Regions from separate parts of the Oryctolagus cuniculus genome. Here region 1 is linked to region 2. A link is a contact called in public Hi-C data. All regions are on one chromosome and are shown on one strand. The core of a region is the stretch at or near the end of the contact, and the rest is flanking DNA. Distances in the headings are between cores, read along the strand shown. Region 1 overlaps ITIH5 (inter-alpha-trypsin inhibitor heavy chain 5). Region 2 holds the start of LOC100342906 (prothymosin alpha).

Region 1 (5,249 bases), core at 2,486-4,985, 100 kb after region 2:
TCCCCAGATGGCTGCAATAGCCAGAGCTGAGCCAGACTGAAGCCAGGAGCCAGGAGCTTCATCCAGGTCTCCTACACGGGTGCAGAGGTCCAAGCACTTGGGCCATCATCTGCTGCAGGTGGCTTTTTTTTTTTTTAATTAAAGATTTATTTTATTTATTTGAAAGATAGAATTACACACACACACATACATACACACACACACACACACAGAGAGAGAGAGAAAGAGAGATAGGTCTTCCATCCTCTAGTCACTCCCCACATGGCCTCAATGGCTGGAGCTGGGCCAATCTGAAGCCAGGAGCTAGGGGCTTCTTCTAGGTCTCCCACATGGGTGCAAAGCCCCAAGGAATTGAGCCATCCTCTGCTGCTTTCCCAGGTGCATTTGTTGGGAGCTGGATCAGAAGTGGAACAGTCAAGACTTGAACCGGTGCCCATATGGGATGCTAGAGCTGCAGGCCATGGCTTTAACCCACTGTGCCACAGCGCCAGCCCCTGAAGGTGGTTTCTTAACCCACTACACCACAATGCAGGCCCCTGTGCAACCTTTTACAGAGTAAGATTTTGTGATCTTGAAATACCACAGTCTTGAAATAGTCCTGCTGAAGATACTCTGGTATGCTACAGAGACATCTGGTGGAAAGTCTCAGCTGTGATCAGGACTCCAGGGTGACTTGGGAGAATGCTGTGTGTGAGTGACAGTGGGCTGTACGGAGAAGTGATGCAGCTGATTCTGGGGAGGCAGACATTTGCATTCTACTGATTGCAAGTAGTTTAAAGCTGTACTGAGAATCTCTTGTTGCAAACTTTGATGGGGTCACAGTCTGTCCCTTCAGTGGCATGACCATTTTCTCCCCTCTGAGGCCATCAAGAGGACAACACAGATTCATTTTTGTCTCTTCCCTCTGTTGTCCATTGTTTCTGCTCACCTTTGAAAGGGTGAAGGCTGACATGTAGCCTCAGGTTTCCTGGGAATATTCCATTTTCCAATATTGTCTCTCCAAAACTTGGGGTTGTTTTCATGATGTGTATTTGTTCTTCGTGATTCGCTTCAATCTACCAAATCAGACTTTTAGAAGGCCTTTGATTCCTTTGTTGTATTATTTCAAACTGTTCATCCTAGAAGATCTTTCTTTTGGGTTCATTCAAAAGGATTGTGTGGACCCATGAAAGAGAAAATGTCAACTCTTCAGTAAACATTTTAGAATGAAGCAAGCGATGGGACTCCCTAGAACAGCTCCATCATTGTGTTAGAAACATGGGATGACTAATAACTAATTCCCTTGAACTTGGGTTCATCTATGACATCATGGGCTTCCCTTGCCTGTGCCCAGCAACATAGGGTTTGTGGTACAAAAGTCTTTTGTGTCAGAGTGAGTTCCTGTTGAGTGTGGTTTGACACAGACACAGAGGTATTTGAGAAAAGCTGCATCCATGAGTAGCCTGAAGAAGTGGAAGGAAAGACTCGGGACAGCTGGGTTTTTCAGGGGCTCCACTGACTTCTCTCTCTGAGGGTCTTGCTAGTAATGCTTTTCTACTCAGGAAATATTTACTCATCACTCATGACATGGTGATTGACAGTGAACACTGACTCCTTTGACAGCTGTGCCATGAGCCTGCATGCCATGAGCCTTCACCTAGTTGCTTTGGCACAGTGTCATAGGGAAGACAGAGAGGAAGGGAAGGAACGATTCTATCCCTTATTCCTGATACTGCTTAATGCAGGACACTCCCTTCCCTGGGAGTGAAGAATGGGATGGTGACTGCGTATCTGGAGCTCAGCTCTTCTGTCTAAAGGCACCATTAGACAAGACTCTATAATTTCCCTTCCTGATGACCCACTAGAACAAGAAAGACTACTGCTAACAATGTGGCATGGATGAAGAATCTGCAGGAGAGAATTTAATTTATTTGTGTCCCGCTTTGTGCCTGGAAGAATTTAAATGAAGAGAGATTAAAAGACTGACTTAATAGTAAACCTAAGGCAGAGCTGGAATGAACTTCCAAGACACTGTTTTTAAAAGAAATACTTCTTTTCTCCACTTAATCCAAGGAAAGTACATATAAGAAGAGGAATTCATCACCATAAGCTAGTTTTAAGCAGAGAACAATCCCTATCTTTTGAGATTCTAAATAGCTGGGATTAGAAGGAACCTTGTCCAAGATCTGCTCCGGGGCCAAGGTACTTCTTCAGTACCCAAATAATAAGAAATACACCCTTCTCATGTATCCTTGTGTTGGTGTACCTTTTCTCTCTCCTTCCAAACACAATCTGGAATTTTTTAAAGCTGTCTTATGACTACATATAAGGAGCACTGTTTGCAGATTGTATCAGTAGAGAGTAGATAGATTCCCATCGGCCATGGGTGAGTGCCCCCAGGACTGGGCACACAGTCCAGAGGGGAAACACACTGTGCTTCTTCTGGCTTGTAGATCTCTTTAAGAATCCTGTTTTCCTTCTCAGCAAGGCCCCTCATGCCAGACTAATTTTTGTTTCCATAGGCACGTGGTTTGATCTTCCTGCCTCTTCACAATTGCCTACTGTGCCGGAGACTTATTAACTCCTCTGTCTAGGAACAAAAAGACAAGAGAGGATGATGATTTGTTGGAACTGTTCCTATGGTCCTCAAGAACAAATGTAATTTTCTGATATCAAAATTTAGTCCCTCTCACTGATCAGACCTATGCCCACAAGTGTGTCCATCTCCACTGAAACTCAGTGCAATACTTAATTTTGCATACAAAATAACACATCATTAATTTTATGTGTCTATGGCCAATGAAAACATTTTTAGTCTTCTATGATCACCTATGCAAAAACAAACAAACAAAAAACAAAAAAACAATTTGGGGGCATCATTGCTTTGTCTAAGTAGTGTGTGTGGGATTCCTTGTTTCTAGTATGTAAGGCCACTAGAGGGAGCCTTGGGGATAGGGGAAAAAGTCCCAGGTGTATGGCTTCCTGGGGTATGCTCAAGCTTAATTGGGAAAGGGCATTGAGGGTAAGTGGCCCACCTGCCTGTACTGGAAATGTCTAAGGCTCTTGTTGGTTGTGATTCTGTGATCTCAGGTTTGGGGGCAACGCGTTAAAGGGGGTCTAATGCAACCTCTCCCATGATGCCCCTCTGCTTCAGGGCAGTTCAGGTCTTCAGAGTAGTTGGGTTACACATCCACTGCCTCTCTGCACTTCCTCTGATCTTTCTGGAATGTGCTTACTCCATCCTCTGGACTGTACTCTAGGACAACGTCTGAGTAGTTTCTGTTAATCTTGGCACATAAACACAGTGTGCAGGAAGATCAGCAGGAGCTCCCTCTCCTCCACTCTGGTGCGTGGACACTCGCCTTCCACATTCCTCTGAAGCCCTGGACAGAAGGCAGAGCTCTGGGGCTGAGCAGTCCGTGGAGGGGCAGGGAAGAGCAAGTCAAGAGTTAACAAGGAGAAGGAGGGAGGGAGGGAGGGAAGGAGGGAAAGTGGGGGAAGCGGGGAGGGAGGGAATATCATTATGTTCTTAGAATTGTATCTACAGATAACATTGAATCTGATAAAAACGAACTAAAATTAAAAATTTAAAAAAGGAGTTAATAGAGGGTGGAGACAGCGACAGCAGCAGCAACTTCTGCCTGGGTCCCTCTGGGATCAGGGGTAGGAGGCCATCCAAATGGCTCTAATGCAATGGGAAATGGAGCAAGTGAGAGCCTGCCTTCCCTCAGTGCACACGAGGATAAGTCACAGTGGAGGCCTTACAAGGTCATAAGGAACCTGGAGTCGCTGAGCCGAGGGGAGGAGGGGTAGAGGCTTGAACAACCATTCCCAAAGCTGAATGTCCATCACGACGGGGGAAACACCAGCAGAGGAGCCTGGCTGGTTCTTCTCCAGGTCTGTTGCACGCTATTTAAGGCTCCCTAAAGAGGCCAGCTGCTGACTACAAAGCAGTCTCTGACAAAGGCCCCCTTCCTCAGCCCCACCCCGGGCAGCCCAGCCAGCTCTGGGTCCCAGCAGAGCCTCAGAGCAGGGTTCCAGGAAGTGCTGCCTCACAGCCAGCTTCTGCTGCGTGCCCCTGTCCACCGCGTCCTGAGACCTCCTGGAATCTGCACATTTTGCCAAGGGGTGAGACTGAGTGCACCTGATGCTCTCGCAGGACAATGCTCTCGCAGGAGCTTGTTGGCTCTAAGTGGAAGGAAGAGCCAGGAGCCCAGTGCTGCTGGATCCCTGGCTGAGGCTGCCTGGGGCCACACTGGAGCTCCCAACCGGCATCTGCTGAGTGCACTGAGCTGAGTTATTGGTGGATCACTGCTGTCACTATGAACTTCCTGCATGCTCTCCGTCTGGGGGAAGTATCTCAGGGTCTAAGGACCCAGCTGTGTTGTCCTCATGTTCCTTGCCTGCACCAACAGACCCCTACCCCCTTTCTCTGTCTCTCTTGGAGTCTTTGTACTCTCTCTCTCTGTTTCTCTTCTCTATCTTTATTTCTGTTTCAGGAAATTGCGAGAAGCCAGAGGACAGCTGGTTTTTTTGTTTGTTTGTTTTGACAGGCAGAGTGGACAGTGAGAGAGAGAGAGACAGGGAGAAAGGTCTTCCTTTTGCCGTTGGTTCACCCCCCAAATGGCTGCTGCGGCCGGAGTTATGCCAATCCAAAGCCAGGAGCCAGGTGCTTCCTCCTGGTCTCCCATGCGGGCGCAGGGCCCAAGGACTTGGGCCATCCAGAGGACAGCTGTTTTGAGGAGCATCCTAGCTGGTGGGACAGATGGGCAATTTATTTTCCACTCACTTATTCAGGAGACATTTATCCAGCATTTCTTCCAGGCCATGCACTGCTGGGTATTATATATGGAATGACTGACAAAACAGAAAAAAAAAATCCCTGAGCTCAGAAGCATAGACGTGAGATGGACAGATGAGTGAATGCACAGAGAAGTGTATTTTTAATCAATATTTTGATTCAAAGAACAGGGGACCCATGACATAGAGAAAGAACCCAGAGGGGTGGGGAGACAAGGATGGGCTCCCTTGGAATATAAAGGTGGACTCGGATCTCAAGGGTGAGAGGGAAGCAGCTTCCGTGTAGGTTGTGAAGGAGTATTTCAGGGACATGAAACAGCAGAAGCAGAACTCCTGAGATGGGAAAACACGTGAAGTGGCAAGGCGAAGACAACACGGAAGTGCCACAGTGGATGTGTGCATCCGGTGCGGAGGGCAGAGGATGGAGCTGGTACCTGTCTTCATGGCCGAGTTAGGGATGGCTTCACCAA
Region 2 (4,965 bases), core at 1,325-3,824:
CAACTTAGAGGGTGATGACAATGGGTAAGGTGTGACTCCTGCCTTATGGAACCTAGGAGTTCCGTGGAGGGTGTAGGATCACACAATTAAACCATGAAGAAGCACAGCAGGTGATGCTAATGACTGTGGTACTCTGGAAAGGAGGAAGGAGCACATGAACAGAGCTCCCCCAGATAGGAAGGGCTCAACGAGTGGGAGTGGAGGAAGAATTCTCTGCGGTAGGAACAGCATAAACAAAAGACCCTGAGCAGGGCTACGTGGGCATGCTGGTGGGGTCTACGGGTGCCAGAATGAATGCAGTATGGAGATGATGGCAAAATATGATTGGAGAGAGAGTGTGGGCCTAGACAGTGTGCAGACCCATGAAAGTCCTACTGGCGTATTCCACAGGCAAAACGGGGTGTGGCAGAAACAGTTCCTCAACAGCCATTGCGCCAGCTTCATTCAAGGAAGCAGTGTGTCCACTTCTAGGTAATGAGTCATGCATGGCCAATACCTGTCATGGTAATTTTTAAAAAAGATTTATTTATTTATGTATTTAAAAGTTAGAGTTACACACAGAGAGAAGGAGAGGCAGAGAGAGAGAGAGAGAGAGAGAGAGGTCTTCCATCCTCTGGTTCACTCCCCAGTTGACCGCAACAGCCGGAACTGTGCCAATCTGAAGCCAGGAGCCAGGAGCCAGGAGCTTCTTCCAGGTCTCCCATACAGGTGCAGGGGCCAAGCACTTGGGCCATCTTCTATTGCTTTCCCAGGCCACAGCAGAGAGCTGGTTTGGAAGTGGAGCAGCTGAGATTCGAACTGGTGCCCATATGGGATGCGAGCACTGCAGGCGGCCACTTTACCTGCTACGCCACAGCGCTGGCCCCATGTCTGCTTTGCCATAGGTTCAACTCTCCCTACCCTTCGCGGGTGGCGGTGGTCTTGTGAGAAGTCTGCTGAGTGGCTTCAGAGAGTTTTTGCTGTCTGGAAACAAAGGCAGAGACAACTGGAGATTCTCTCGCTCCCTTTCCTGTCTCTCACATGGCATAACACCTGCAGCTAAAGCAACCTTCTTCCTGTGGCAAGGAAGAGCATGAAAGATTCATACAAGTCAGCAAGAGAAAAATAATGTGAGTAGTAGGTGGGAGAATTGGATCAATGGCAGCAACCGCTATGTCTGGAATTTTTGTTACCTGAAATATAAATATCACAGGGGCCAGTGCTGTAGGGCAGCAAGGTCAGCCACCGTCTGAGACACTGATATCCTATTTCAGTGCTGGTTAGAGTCCCGGCTGAAGTATCTGGACCCTTGCCCCCAGATGGGAGATCCAAATGGCATTCCAGGCTCCTGTTTTTTTCTGGGGAGTGAACCTGTAGATGGACAATCCCTCTCTTTCACTCTCTCTGTAACTCTTTCAAATAAACAAATAAAATAAACCTTATAAAATAGATATCAGTGGCTGGTGGTGTAGCATAGTGGGTAAAGCTGCTGCCTGTAGTGCCAGCATTCCACATGGGTGCTAGTTCGAGTCCTGGCTGCTCCCCTTCTGATCCAGCTCTCTGTTATGGCTTGGGGAAGCAGTGGAAGATGGCCCAAGTGCTTGGGCTCCTGCACCGACGTGGGAGACTTGGAAGAAGCTTCTGGCTCCTGGCTTTTGCAGCCAATTAGGGAGTGAACCAGCAAATGGAAGACCTCTCTCTGTCTGCCTCTGCCTCCCTATATAATTCTGCCTTTCAAATAAATAAATAAATCTTTAAAAAATAAATATCAGAATGAAGTTGACACTGTCTATTGGGTATTCTGCTCCACGTTACTGAGCATATCATCTGATAGGATCAGAGTTTTAAAAAAATTATTATAGGAAAATTCAAAACACAAGTAAGAGAAAAAAAGATTAGCATGGAGTTTCCAGGATAACCACTTTAATAATCACCAACAATTTTTTAAAAACAGCTATTTATTTATTTGAAAGGCAGAGTTACAGAGAAGGAGACACACACACACACACACACACACTGAGAGAGAGAGAGAGGTCTTCCATCCACTAGTTCACTCCCCAAATGGCCACAATGGCTGGGGCTGGGCTGGGTTGAAGCCAGGAGCCCAGAGTGTCTTCCTGGTCTCCCACATGGGTGCAGAGGCCCAAGGACTTGGGCCATCCGCCACTGCTTTCCCAGGCACGTTAGCAGGGAGCCAGATTGGAAGTGGAGCTGCTGGGAACTGGTGCCCCTGTGGGATGCTGGGGGTCTCGGGCAGAGGCTTTCACCTGCTATACCACAACGCCAGCCCAGGTACTGACAACTTGGCCAACTTTTTTGTTCCTGGAGTAGTTTCAAACACATCACAGATATCAAGTCACTATACTCGCCATCACTGCAGGATGTGTTGATGCGCAGATACTATGAAGAACATCGCTTAGTGTGACCATGAAGCTTTATCACAGCTTACACAACTAACAATATCTTTGTAACAGTACCTGATACCTACTTCAAACTGCATTAGCTTTGTTTTTACAAGTAAAAAGATAATTCTGGCCCCCACTGGCTGCTCTGAAAAGCCATCTTTGCATTGTTCCGGGGCCCGGCTCCCCGCTCGCTGCAGCGGACTCCAGCAGCTTTGTCGCCAGAGCCCCCGAACGCCCGCTTTCTCTCGAGTCCGCTGCCTCGGATCCCCGGCGTGCCCCACCATGTCCGACGCGGCCGTGGACACCAGCTCCGAGATCACCACCAAGGACTTGAAGGAGAAGAAGGAAGTGGTGGAGGAGGCGGAGAATGGGAGAGACGCCCCCGCCAACGGCAACGCCAATGAGGAGAACGGGGAGCAGGAGGCGGACAACGAGGTAGACGAGGAAGAGGAGGAAGGTGGCGAGGAGGAAGAGGAGGAGGAAGAGGGCGATGGTGAGGAAGAGGACGGAGACGAAGACGAGGAGGCCGAGGCGGCTACAGGCAAGCGGGCAGCTGAGGATGACGAGGAGGACGACGTGGACACCAAGAAGCAGAAGACCGACGAGGATGACTAGACCGCAAGGCAGAAGGCACCCGTGAACCCGAGGCCCCGTGACCTTCCACCCTCACTCCCGTCTCCCCCAACGTGGTCACCTCCGAGTAGAGGCCGCCCGCGCCCCTGCGGACGCAGCGCTCACGCCCACAAACCCAGTGAATTCGCAACAGGGGAGGGACAGCACCAAACTCCAGGCCCTGCTTTCTTTCTTAAAAGTACTTTAAAAAGGAAAATTTGTTTGTATTTTTTATTTACATTTTATATTTTTGTACATATTGTTAGGGGTCAGCCATTTTTAATGATCTCGGATGACCAGACCAGCCTTCGAGCGTCCTCTGTCCTACTTCTGACTTTACTTGTGGTGTGACCATGTTCATTCTAATCTCAAAGGAGAAAAAAAACCTTGTAAAAAAAGCAAAAACGACAACAAAAAAAAATCTTATTCCGAGCATTCCAGTAACTTTTTTTGTGTATGTACTTAGCTGTACTATAAGTAGTTGGTTTGTATGAGATGGTTAAAAAGGCCAAAGATAAAAGGTTTCTTTTTTTCCTTTTTTTTTGTCTATGAAGTTGCTGTTTATTTTTTTTGGCCTGTTTGATGTATGTGTGAAACAATGTTGTCCAACAATAAACTGGAATTTTATTTTGCTGAGTTGTTCTAACAACAACAACAAAAAAGATAATTCTGGTACTAGTGTCAAAAGTCTATTCAAGAGGAGAAAAACCAGGGGCTGGCATTGCAGCATAGTGGGTTAGGCTGCTTCTTGGAATGTGTGTGTTCCGTATCAGAGCTCTGGTTCAAGTCCTGGCTGCTCTGTTTCCAATCTAGCTTCCTGCTAATGCAATGCATTATGGAAGGCAGCAGATGATGGCTGAGGTGCTTGGGGCCCTTGCCACTCATGTGGGAGACCTGAATGGAGTTCTGGGCTCCTCCTTCAGCCTCTCCCAGCCTTGTATGTGGAAGGTATTTGGGGAGGAGCCAGCGAATAGAAAATCTCTTTGTCTCTTTCTCTGTCACTCTGCCTTTCAAGTAGATGAAAATAAATAAACATTAATACAAAAAGAGGAGACAAATCAGAAGGGAAGCTAGTTAGGAGCTTTGTTGCTAAAAGTTTTTTTTTAAAGATTTATTTATTTATTTGGAAGTCAGAGTCACAGAGAGATAGGGACACACACACACACACAGAGAGAGAGAGAGAGAGAGAGAGAGAGAGAGAGAAAGAGAGAGAAAGTTTTCCACCCTTTGGTTTACTGCTCAAATGGCTGTAGATGCTGGGACTGGATCAGGCTGAAGACAGGAGCCCCGAGCTTCTTCCAGGTCTCCCATGTCGGTGCAGGGGCCCAAGCACTTGGGCCATCTTCCATTGCTTTTCCCAGGCCATTAGCAGGGAGTTGGATTGGAAGTGGAGCAGCCAGGACAAGAACCAACACTCATATGGGATGCTGGCGTTGCAGATGGTGGCTTAACTCGCTACACGACAGTGCCCACTCTATTAAGAGTTTTAGTTTAAAGTTTGGCAATGAGCAAGGGATGGTGGAAAAGCCAGAAGAAACCAAGATCGGATGGGAGGGAGTCTTAAGGATGAGGCATCAAAAAAGAAAAAAGGAAGGGGATGACAGGAAAATTGAATAAATTTCACTAGAAATTTAAACCAATGACAATTTATACACAATCAGTTGGTACATAACTTAGGGAGCGACATTGAAGAGGAGCTTGTAATGTCACAGATTTTATAAACTGGCAGTAAGCAAATGCATGTGTTGGGGGCATTCACATATATGTGTACGCACACACATGCTCAAATTCTGAGGGTTCAAGCCATCTTCGGGGAAGAAGAAGAAAAGCAGAATGAGCTGCCTTAGGCCATCACTGACCAGGCATGTGAGCTCCGGCAGGTTCGCACCCTTCTCTCTGCCTTCGTTTCCTTATCTCTGATGGAGGGACAACAGAGCATCTCCCTTGTTCAGCTGTTAAGAGCGTTAAA

Evidence for each region. A called contact is a pair of places that touch in the nucleus more often than the background predicts.
Region 1: a Hi-C map of an unstated tissue shows a contact between it and region 2, with 4 times the contacts expected there. The contact joins the enhancer-like site here to the promoter of LOC100342906 in region 2. A contact is called at or near these places in 2 of 6 Hi-C or Micro-C datasets (skin fibroblasts and an unstated tissue).

Annotation. Positions count from the first base shown.
Region 1 is chr13:75,728,821-75,734,069 of mOryCun1.1, forward strand. All of the region lies in intron 8 of ITIH5 (inter-alpha-trypsin inhibitor heavy chain 5), which reads left to right. Among named protein-coding and RNA genes, the nearest start is that of ITIH5, 82 kb to the left of the region's middle. Within about 2 kb of position 3,736, at least 3 of the 8 cell types and tissues checked have an H3K27ac peak or open chromatin away from gene starts, as enhancers often do.
Region 2 is chr13:75,628,922-75,633,886 of mOryCun1.1, forward strand. LOC100342906 (prothymosin alpha) reads left to right here and starts at 2,575. Exons shown (of 1, transcript XM_002717620.5): 1 at 2,575-3,534. The coding sequence starts at 2,667. The coding sequence ends at 2,999.